Regions from separate parts of the Mus musculus genome. Here region 2 is linked to region 1. A link is a contact called in public HiChIP or PLAC-seq data. All regions are on one chromosome and are shown on one strand. Each heading gives the region's core, a stretch centred on a gene start, on an enhancer-like site or on the middle of the called end of the contact. The rest is flanking DNA. Distances are from core to core; before and after follow the strand shown.

Evidence for each region. HiChIP or PLAC-seq counts read pairs in DNA pulled down with a chosen protein or histone mark.
Region 2: a contact with region 1 is called in an H3K4me3 HiChIP or PLAC-seq map of embryonic stem cells, with 10 times the contacts expected there. The contact joins the promoter of 1700026F02Rik here to the promoter of Zfp709 in region 1. A contact is called at or near these places in 3 of 115 datasets of contacts at active chromatin or transcription factors (embryonic stem cells and stem cell-derived neural progenitor cells) and 1 of 9 other capture datasets (liver).

The regions. Positions count from the first base shown.
Region 1 is chr8:71,878,209-71,883,325 of GRCm38.p6, forward strand. Zfp709 (zinc finger protein 709) reads left to right here and starts at 3,860. Exons shown (of 4, transcript NM_145624.4): 1 at 3,860-4,000. The coding sequence starts at 3,998. It overlaps Gm5373 (inversin-like), which reads right to left and starts at 2,311. Exons shown (of 13, transcript XM_017313040.2): 1 at 1,989-2,311. The coding sequence starts at 2,029. It also overlaps the pseudogene Vmn2r-ps91.
Region 2 is chr8:71,023,938-71,029,285 of GRCm38.p6, forward strand. 1700026F02Rik (RIKEN cDNA 1700026F02 gene) reads right to left here and starts at 2,818. Exons shown (of 3, transcript NR_045487.1): 1 at 2,691-2,818.

The DNA.
Region 1 (5,117 bases), core at 2,610-5,109:
TGCTTATCAAACTTACCATCTGTGGAATATGGTTACACAGGAACACGCCCTCCTTTTGTTTACACAGATAGACATTCTCGACATGTCATAGCCTCATTGTGTGCAACGAGGGCTCAGTCAGTACCTTCTAGAGTGTTCTGGGATACTTGGGCTCTCTGGATCTAGGAAGCTTCATTGAGGTTTTCTGTGTAGAAAAACCTGCCTGACACATTCAATGAAGCCAAGTTCTTGACCTCAGCATGCTGGTATTCTGCAGCGCCTGGGTAACTTTCCTCCCTATCTACCAAAGCACTAAGTGGAGGTCCTGGCTGCAGTGGAAGTGTTCTACATCATGACTTCTAATGCAGGGCTGCTTGTGCACATGGTTTTTTTTCCCCCCAAAACACCACGTAATTTTGCCAACACCAGGCAGAAATTATCTTCATAAGTTCAAAGATAAAACACATTCATGAATTCTGATGGTTATTTTAAAACCTCAGTCATATGTGAACTGACTTCAGACCTTGAAAACAGCACTTCAGTATTTTAACAAAAACTGTGGTTGTAATATACTGTTTATCTCCATGGACAAGTCACTTGTATATGTTCTCTAATGATATTTGTGTGAAGACTTTTATCAATATGATTGTCTGTGTCCACTTCTATTTGTCTGTCATCCAACAGTTTATTAACATAAGTCTGCTATAGAGCACTGAGTAGCCCGAATGGAGTGAAAGTTATTTCCTCCCTCTAATATACAATGGTGTTCAAAATAACTCAAGCATCTCTCTTTGAAAACTTTGTGGAAAAGTTAGAACTCACTTCCTCTGGGTGCAGAAAGAGAGTTTGAGATGTAGTCTGTGAGAAAGGATATTCCCTTCCATTCCCTCCAAAATAATTTTTTAAAGCTAAGGTTGTAACAATTTACACCTTGGAAGAGAATTACCATAGACTCATAAGGGATTAATATGTGTTACTTAAATAATCAGAACATAGTTGTAAAAGGGGGCCTTGATAAACAGGTAGGAGGAAACACAGTAGTGGGTGACTCAGCAAGGCTCTCAATCTGGAAGCACTTTTGAAGAGAACCCTTAGGTTATCAGAGTTTATAAGCCCTGCTGAGGAAGCAGAGTATAAGAAGGAATAATATTCATTAAATTGTGCAGATCATGAAACAGCTATTAAAATTCATATGGAAATAAGAACATGGTCAGAAAACTGACAACTGGGGAAGAACTGCTGTTAAAATAATCTCATTTAATACATTTGTGTTATAATATGCTAGAGATCAAAATCTTGTGAAGAAAAATGATCCAGCTATACCACTCCTTGGCATATGCCCAAAAGGCTCTACATCCTGCTCCACAGATATTGGCTCAGTCATGTTCATTGGTGCTCTATTCATAGTAGAAGCAACCAAATGTCTATCAACTTATGAGTGGATAATGTGGTATATTGAAGAGACACAGCAGGAAACCTGCCTCTGCACTTTCCAGCTAATCGATACTCTTGCCCACCCCACCCCACAGCCCCCCACTCCCACTCAGGGAGCAGCAGCTGCCAGCTTTGGGAACAGACAAAGGGCAACACATCCCAGCCTCTGTGTCACCGAGGCTGGCACTCTCCTTGATAGATAACTAATTTTTCTCCAGTGCAGATGGCTCCTGTCCTTGAGGGAAACAAGGACCAAACAGCCTTGAAATGATACAGTGGCCCACTCTTGGGCCATGAGAGAAGGGCAGTTAAGTGTTCCTAGACAGCTTTGACCAGTTTGTAAAAGCACACTAGTTCCTGATAGCACCATAAAGTTACTTCCCAGGTCAGAAGAGTCCCCCACTTCCAGCTGCATGATTCTGCCCCGCTGTCTGAACAAAAGATAGCAGGTTTGAAGGATGCTTCTTCCCCTTGTCACCTCCCCTGTTATGGAACCCCAAAGCCCGAGGATTCCCTGCTTATGCGTGTGCATATAAATACTCTAAGCCCCTGGACATAGGCATTGCATTTCTAACCTGCACAGTGGGAGAAGGCTTGCGATCTGAGACTGACTCATAAATTAAGGCTCTCTTTGTTATATTGCATCAGACTGGCAATTCTTAGAGTTCTTCTGGGGTTCCTGAGACCTGGGCATAACAATATAAACACAATGGAAATTCTATTCAGTTGTAAAGGAAAACAAATCATAAAACTTGCAGGTAAATGAATGGAAGTGTAAAATAAACTGAGAACCCAGGAGGTAAGGGGAACTACAATCCAGAAATGGAGGGCACACCTATGATACAAATTTTGAGGCTGAAGACTCAAGCTTCTGACCCAGATCTTGACATGGAGATCTTGAGCCACAGTGGCTGTGAAAATCTTAGGCCCAGGCAAGGTAATACATACCTTTAGTCCCAGAAAACTGAGGCAAGCAGATCTCTGAGTTCAAGGCCAGCCTGGAACAAAGCAAGTTCCAAATCTAGGCATGGTAGTACACACGTTTAATCTGGGCCATACCTCCTGCTGGAGTCCTACAAAAAGAAATTGAAAGAAGGCTCTTTGCCCGCTTACACTTACTTGCCATCTGTTGCAACCTACTTCTTCAGGATCCCAGCCTATACAGAAGACCAGCTGACACAGCCAGCCTCGTGAGACTGAGCAACTAATAGAGCCTTGGACTTCCCATTCCCAGCTGCCCATTGTTGGGTTAGTTAGACTACCAACTGTAAGACATTACAATAAATTCCCTTAAAATATAGAGACAATCCATAAGTTCTGTGAGTCTAGAGAACCCTAATATAGGAAGCCACATTTCTTATATTATACTTAGGAGTATTTTGCCTGCATATATGTCTGTGTACCACATACCTGCCTTCTCTAGCAGAGGTAAGAAGGTAGATGTTAAGAGCTCCTGGAACCGGGCTTGATACATTCTGTGTGAGCTGGGAAATGAATCCAGGCTCTCTGGAAGATCAGCCAGTGCTCTTAATCGCTGAACCATCTCTCCAGGCCCATTACACCTTTCGTAATGCTACTGTTTAATTTATACTAAAAATCGTTTTAAACTTTAGTCTTGCTTCATACTGATTCAGCCTAAAAATTTTCTGCAGCAACGTGTGTGTGTGTGTGTGTGTGTGTGTGTGTGTGTGTGTGTGTGTGTCCTGGCTTTGCCTGAATGGAGGTCTCGAGCAGGTGGTAGACACTTTCTGCTTCTCCGGAAAATACATTTGTTCTCTGAGGTAAAGGGCTGTCTCTGTGAGACACTCTGTGAGACATTTCTCCAGAAATCGGCAACCAGAAAGATCTATAGAGGACAGGTAGAAACGGATTCTCTCTCAGGAAAGCCAGGAGATTTCTGCTTTAATGGAATTTATCTACCAATCTGGGCTGGTCTTCAACAAGAAAAGAAACCTAGCTAGAAAGGGTTATGGTTGGAATATGTCGTTTTGGTTCTCCTCAGTCCGGTAGGGACTCGCTTATTCTGTTCCTCACTAGCTGAACACTCATCAAAAGGCAGAAAGCGGTATGAACTGTCCAATGAAGACAGTCGGAGAGCAGAGCGGAAGTTCCTCTTCCACCATCCTTTTTCCGTGAGCCAGGATTGTCGCAGGATTGCATTGTCGTGGCAGCTGAGGTAGTAGGGGTCGCCAACCCCGGGAGCCTTGGTGAAGGCCTTGGGTGGACCGAGAGCTGTCAGAACCTGGGGACCGGCGGGCGTAGCGGAAGTCCCTCCCCTGCCCTCTCATTTTCGGGTGCTGTCACACCCGCAGAGCTGTACGAGCTCAAGAGAACCTCCCTAGCCATGTGACACTTTAGCAGGAACAGTTTTGAGAGCCGCAAGGATGCGCGGGACAGCGCGTGCGTCTGCTGACCCTTCAGAAGCTCCTGCGGACAAGGCGGAAGTGCCTCTGCCGCCCGCTCCCTTCCGGCGCGGTGCTGTCCGGTCAGCTGAGAACCCGAGGTGACTGATCGATCCTCCGTGGCCCGGAGACGGGCGAGCCCAGGAACCGCCGCGGGGCCGCTGGAGGCCCTGGGAGCAGACATGGTGAGCCCTGGGTGAGCGAGGCGGATAGGCAGGCCTGCTGGGAAGCCCTCGACCCCCTGCTCCTAGGGTGGCGGGACCCCGGCGTCTTCTTCACCTTCGCCTCTGCAGGTCTGCACCTGGGACTCCTGAGTGCGCGGTGCAGAGAGCCGAGGGGCTCCAGGCTCTGGGCCAGGGATCCACTACTACTCACGTTCCTGAGAACCTCTGATGGTCTTTAGAAACAACATCAAAAATCCATGAATTTGCTTTCCCCACCCCATCCCAGTACTTCTTAGGCCTAAACGTCCCTAAATGTTTAGATATTTACCGTTTGACAAACTCATTAAAACTACACAAGTAGTTGGGGCGAGAGAAATAACAAATGTTTTGTCCTAGAAATGATGTGGGCATTGATCTAAAGTGGAATGAAGGGCAAATTCTATTTCAAAGGAGAATTGCAATAGAGGGGAAGCCCCAAATATAAGATGTGCTAGCATCTCCGGGGTACTGGAAAAAAAGGAGAGAAACTTAAGGAAACATTGCTTGGTAAGGATTTTGTTTTTACTGATGAGGTTATTGTTTTGAAGCAAAAGTGGGCCTTTAGTTAGTTGAGTTAGTTAGAGATGGCCTGTAGTCGGTGCTATGTATCAAAGGGGAAATGGAAAGAAGGAAAATAAGGTATGTGGAGATCCCCAAGTGAAATGTCTTGTCCACTAAGAGTTCCTCTACTCAGTTTCTGTAGTAATATATTTTATGAGCTGTGCCTATGTACTAAGATGGTCTCTAAGCTTATGGACAGTTTGGCCTGTCTTTGGGTTCCTTTGTGAACTGTGAGGGAATCAGGCTTCCTGGTTTTCTAATGTATGCGCTTAAAGCTATAGACTCCTTTCATATAGGACTCTGTTTTTATGTGTTCCTGAAGGTTTTGTTGTTTTTTTCATTTTGATATTGTTCCAGGAATTTTGGTTTCTTTCTTTATTTCCTCTTTAGCCCATTCATCATTCAGTACTAAGTTGTTTAATTTCTGTGAGTTTGCATGCTTACTAGAGACTTGTTTGCAGTTATTTTTAAGTTCCATTGCACAGTGGACAGGTAAGACCCATAAGTTATTTCAGCCTTTCAGAATTTGTTAAGCTTT
Region 2 (5,348 bases), core at 1,568-4,067, 860 kb before region 1:
TGAAGCTCAGCTGTTTTCTTTCGTGCCCTTGATTTATGAGAGACTATCCAGATTTCTACATGTCACCTTAGAAATTGTTGCTTCAACTCATCAGTAAAGACAAAATATTAGGTAGAATTTCTTCTATAAATTTCTTTCTCCCAGGTCTGCAGTTCTAACATCACTAAGTACAGAACTCCACCTCTACGGCGAGGCTGACCACAGGGGAAACGTTTACAATCTATGTTGGTTAGTTTTGATGTTAATTTGACACAAGCTATGGTTATTTGGGAAGAGGGACTCTCAACCGAGAAAATGCTTCTATTGAGAATGGCTTGCAGGCAAGTATGGGGTGTATTTTCTTAATTTGTGATTCATGTGTTTGTACCTAGCCCACTGTGGGCAGTGCCACCCCTGGGCAAGTGGTCCTGAGGTATATAAGAAAGCAGGTTGAGCAAGCCATAAGGAACAAGCCAGTAAACAGTGTTCTGCCATGGTTTCTGTTTCAGTTCATGTTTTCAGGTACCTTCCCTGCTTGAGTTTCTCCGGGATAGACTGACTGTCATGTGGAAGAGTAAGCAATAAACCCTTTCCTCCCCAAATTGGTTTTTGGTCATGGTATTTTACCACAGTAGTAGGAACCCTGACTAAGACAGGATCCAAGAGCTGAACTTACTAAATTCCTCTAACTCCTCCTCCATAAATCTCTTTTAAAAACTAGAAAATAAAAGTTGTGTGCATGCACACCATACCATGGGTATGAAGGTCAGAGGGCATTTGTATGGAGTCAGTTCTCTCCTCCCACCAAGTGAGTCCTTTACCACTGAGTTATCAAGTTCTTTATACTGCTGGTTCCTCCCTACCAAGAAAACCCTTGTGTTTTATGGCCTTCCCCTCTCTGGTGAACAAGAATGCTCCCATAGGCTCATATATTTGAGCATTTAGTCCCCAGGTGAGGAAAGGTTTGGGAAGCATTAGGAGGTGTGGCTCTTTTTGGACGAGGTGTGTCACTGGGGGCTGGATTTGTGGTTTCAAGCGGTTCTTGCCATTTACAGTGCTCCTTCTCTCTCTGCCTTCTACTTGGAATCAAAACATGAGCCCTCAACTGTTCTGCCTCCATGCTTTTGCCCCATCACTATAGACTCTTACTCTCAGAAACAGCCCAGTTAATTTCTTTGTTTTATAAATTGCCTTTGACATGGTGTTTTGTTACAGCAGTAGAAAGGCAATTTAGACATTGTGTGTGTGGTATGTGCATCTTCATGTGCTTATACTCGTGGATGCACATCTGGAGGCCAGAGGAGGGAACTGGGATCCTCCTGTATCACTGTTTACTTTATTCCTTCAAAGTGAGGTCTCTCTGTGAACCTAGAGCTTGCATATTTTCTACGAAGTGGGTAGCCAGCAGGCCCCTGCTATCGTCCTCTCCACTTGCCTCAGAGTTGGGGTTACAGGAAAGCATGAGACTAGGTTGAACTTGTTATATGGACCCTGGGAACCAAAGCCAGTTTCTCATGCTTATGCATGAGTGCTCTTATCCACTGAGGCATCTCAATAGTTCCTATGAAAAACCCTCCTCTACAAACATCTCCAGATGCTTATACTCACAACTGGGCTTCTCCCCTAGTACAACATTTTCAAATAAGGGCATAGGAAACCTTCAGCTGTACTTTAAAACTTTATTTTTGAGAATTTCATACATACTTAGAATGAAATATGAACATGTCTACTCCCATTTCTTACCTTCAATTCCCATGTCCCTCCCACTCCTCCATCACAACTTCTTGTCTTTTCCTTTCTTGATAACCCAGGTTGTGCTGTCCATATGTGCTATGCATGGGTGTGGGGTATCCATGGGAGCATGGGAAACCTACCAGTTGCCATGTTCTCAAAAAAGAATGATTGTACCATTGACCTGGGCTGCCCTGAATCTTCTTTTATCAGTGGACCGCAGTCAATGAAGAGATGCATTATTGGCCAAAGCGCTGAGAATCAAAGAGACTGAGGACCCAGGCCTAAATGGGATACCTATATTAACCCACCAGCAACACTACAGGAATGGAGGAGGAAAGAATCTGGAGAAGGGCTGTGAAGGGCTGTCTGAACTCACAGCAGCTGTGGCCACCTGCATAACACACAAGATCAAGTCAGTCAAAACATCTGCATAGATGGGGTGTGTGTATGTGGGCGATTTCCAGGCCCCAACCCTATTGAGAACGTACTGGCAGTGGATAGATACATTTTGTTTTTAAATAAATGCCTCTGGTCCAAGGTTAGTAAGAATTACCTCAGAGGAGACGCTTCTATTCTAAGGCCAACCATAAATATCTGTGGATTTCCCGTTTCCAACGAAGGAACTTACTGTCAGGCCAAACACAGGCACAAGGGGGCAACTTAGTGTTTTAAAGAATATTTTTCTTGAATGCAAAGTCTCTCAGGTATCCTAGCTGCTCAGAGAACTTGTAGCTGGGCTCCAACCCCGTCCCCAGTCCACTCACCATTATACCCAACCCAGCCCTCCCTCAGCTCCGCCCCCAGCTCACCCCACCCTTACTCCTACCTTCAGCTCATCACCCCACCCCCCACCCCGCACAAGACACCCCGGGTGCAGCTGCGCAGAAGCTCCAGTGGGATTGGACTCCAGGGAGCTGAAAGACCGAGAGCCCCTCCCACAACCCCGCCCCATCCACGCCCGCACATCGGCCTCTCACTTGTCTGAGTCCAGGGCTCCTACAATCTCTTAAGAAACTCCTTGGCTCAGGGGTCACAGGGCCAGTGAATCTCAGCCACCTCGGACTCCCGCAGCTGACAGGACAGGGTGTCAGGAAGAAAGGCCAGTAACGTCTGCTTCAACCCCTCGTGCTCCTGTTTGAACAGTTCTGACTGCGCCCATGGTCCTGATTCGCTAATTCTCAGAAACCCAATGGGGAGCCCGGAGCAACGGAATAAGCAACCAGATGATCAGGATCCCAAATGGCACTTCGCAGCAGATTTTCTCAGCAAGGGCTTCCTGTGACCTTAATTACATTTAAATAGAGCTTGTACCTGGCTTTGCAGAGCCAATCTGCTTCTGACCCTGTTTTTGACCCTGGAGAAAAAGAAGGGCTGTCTAGGCCAGGCAAGACGCACAGGGACAGGACAGTGAGAGGATGTCAAGCTTGAGGAGTTTGGCATGAGGCAGTCAGTTGACTTTATGGCCAGCTTTTTGCCAAAATTTTCTGTGAATCTATTCAATTTTAGCAAAGAAAAGGAAGAGAATACTATTATCCAATGCATACAGAAACTGAAGGTATGTGCCACAATTTTCCACAGAGGAAAGGAAAATGGCTCAGTGGGTAACATCCTTGTCTCCACGAGCATGGTAACCTGAGTTAGGATCTCTATGTAAAAAGGATGGAAGCACATGGCTGCTGTCTAAGAACTGGGGAGGTGCTGCTGCTGATGGGTGGTAGGGCTGGACAGAATCTGTGGGGTTTGCTGTCCAGCCCGTCTAGTCCAATGGTGAGCTACAGGTTTAAAGAGAGACCGTGACAACAGAGAGAGAGGGAGAGAGAGAGAGAGAGAGAGAGAGAGAGAGAGAGAGAGAGAGAGAGAGAGAGAGAGAGAGGTATGATATGGCTTCCCTACAGACACAAGTGGGTGCATACAATTGTACACACTTTAACAGCACACACTGAGTAAAATAAACACTTGACTTAACCCAGACATTAGTAAGCTGTAACCAAAGTCAAAGTGACTCTAGACATTTAGAAGGCTGAATAGATTTCCAAACCTGAGAGGCAACAGAACTAAAATAAAGCCTTGGATGCATCACCAGGAAGGATGTAACTTGGAGGTCATCATAGCCATAAGGAAGGGCACAGTGAAACATTGAACTGCTCCATTGATGGCTTTATTTTAAATATGAAGCTGTTATGTGGCTCTTGGGTGCTAGAGAAATGGCCTGAGGGATTTGGGGGGAATTCTAAGCTTCCATGGCTACCTCTGGGAGGCTGAGAGTGGGCAGAGAGAATAACAAAAAATGTCCGGGAAAGTCTTACAAGCCAGAACAGACTGAAGGTTAGGGGAGAGAAGAGCCAAGACTCTAGCCTAGCTGTGGACCAATTTCACAGGATTTCGAGAAAGGTTGAGTGTAAGCTTTTCCCTATCTGCTAGCAATCCTCCTGAGTTCAGCATGAGCTTAGCCCAGACTGTCATTTAGGATACTGTCAATGGCACTGCCATTTGGGGGGAACTTATAGCCTGACAATGGCACACCATCCCTGCCTTCCAGTGTGGAAGCATTTCAGGGTTTCTCCCTAAGTAGGATGCCAAATTCATAAACTCCAAGAGACTGCCTAAGTAACTCTATCAGCCTAATTTTCAGTTTGTTTCCTTCCAGGCACATTATGGTTGAGGTATGCACCCAGCCCATTGATGCCATTACTCTACTGAAGGTAAAGAATGATTCTAGCAATTCCACCCAACACACAGACAAAAGGTGCCATAGACTAACCTCTATTGAGTCTCTGATCTGTAGGGAATGGGTTTCTGATTGCAGGTGAGTAAGGGTCAGCGAGAATTGACAGACAGATGCAGACACAAGGGAGCGCTGAATCTGAATGTATTTTGTCCAAACGAACACCAGACTTTTAATACAGAAGAAAAACAAGAAAGCCAGGCGAACACATCCACCAAGTTATATTGACACAAAACAAAAAGAATGCATAAATTAAAAGATGGAGCCAGGCGGAGTTTACCACTGAGAATAGGAACAACAGGAGCCAGGTGAATGCTCTGATACAATGCTAGTCTATTGTTAAACCCTCAGCAGGGGTTTTAGTAAATACCTGATTATGCTATTCCTCTGGGCCTAGTAAAAAACCTGCACCAGGAGAATTCCCTCCTACTAACCCTTTCATGTGACAACCCACCTATTTGCTAGGCCATTGTGTATTCCTGTGGTTGGGTGTGACTCAGCTATTGTCCTAAGTAATTACTATGCAGACTAGCCCTGAGCTTTCCTAGTTCTGTACTTTGTAATGCCTAATTAGTATCACAGTCTCTACTAGAAGTGAATTTAAGTGTTACTGAATAGGTAACATTCTTAGTGAATTCCAAGCTCAGGGTCGGCTTCAAGGATTTTCTAGGAACCATTGGAACACTGGTGAAGGCTTAGCTATGTCAAAATCAAACCTTAAAGGCACTTATAAGAAAACAATTCTGAAAGAGAGCACATGGATCCAAACACCAGACTAACGTGGGGACAGGTTTTGAATATACGGGCTATGAGAATGCCAAGGTTCCAGGAGGCAAAGTTTCCTTGAAACTCCCTGCCTCAGGACTGCTTCCAGGTTTTCAGGCCTGTAATGCGTGTCACTACTGGAGTG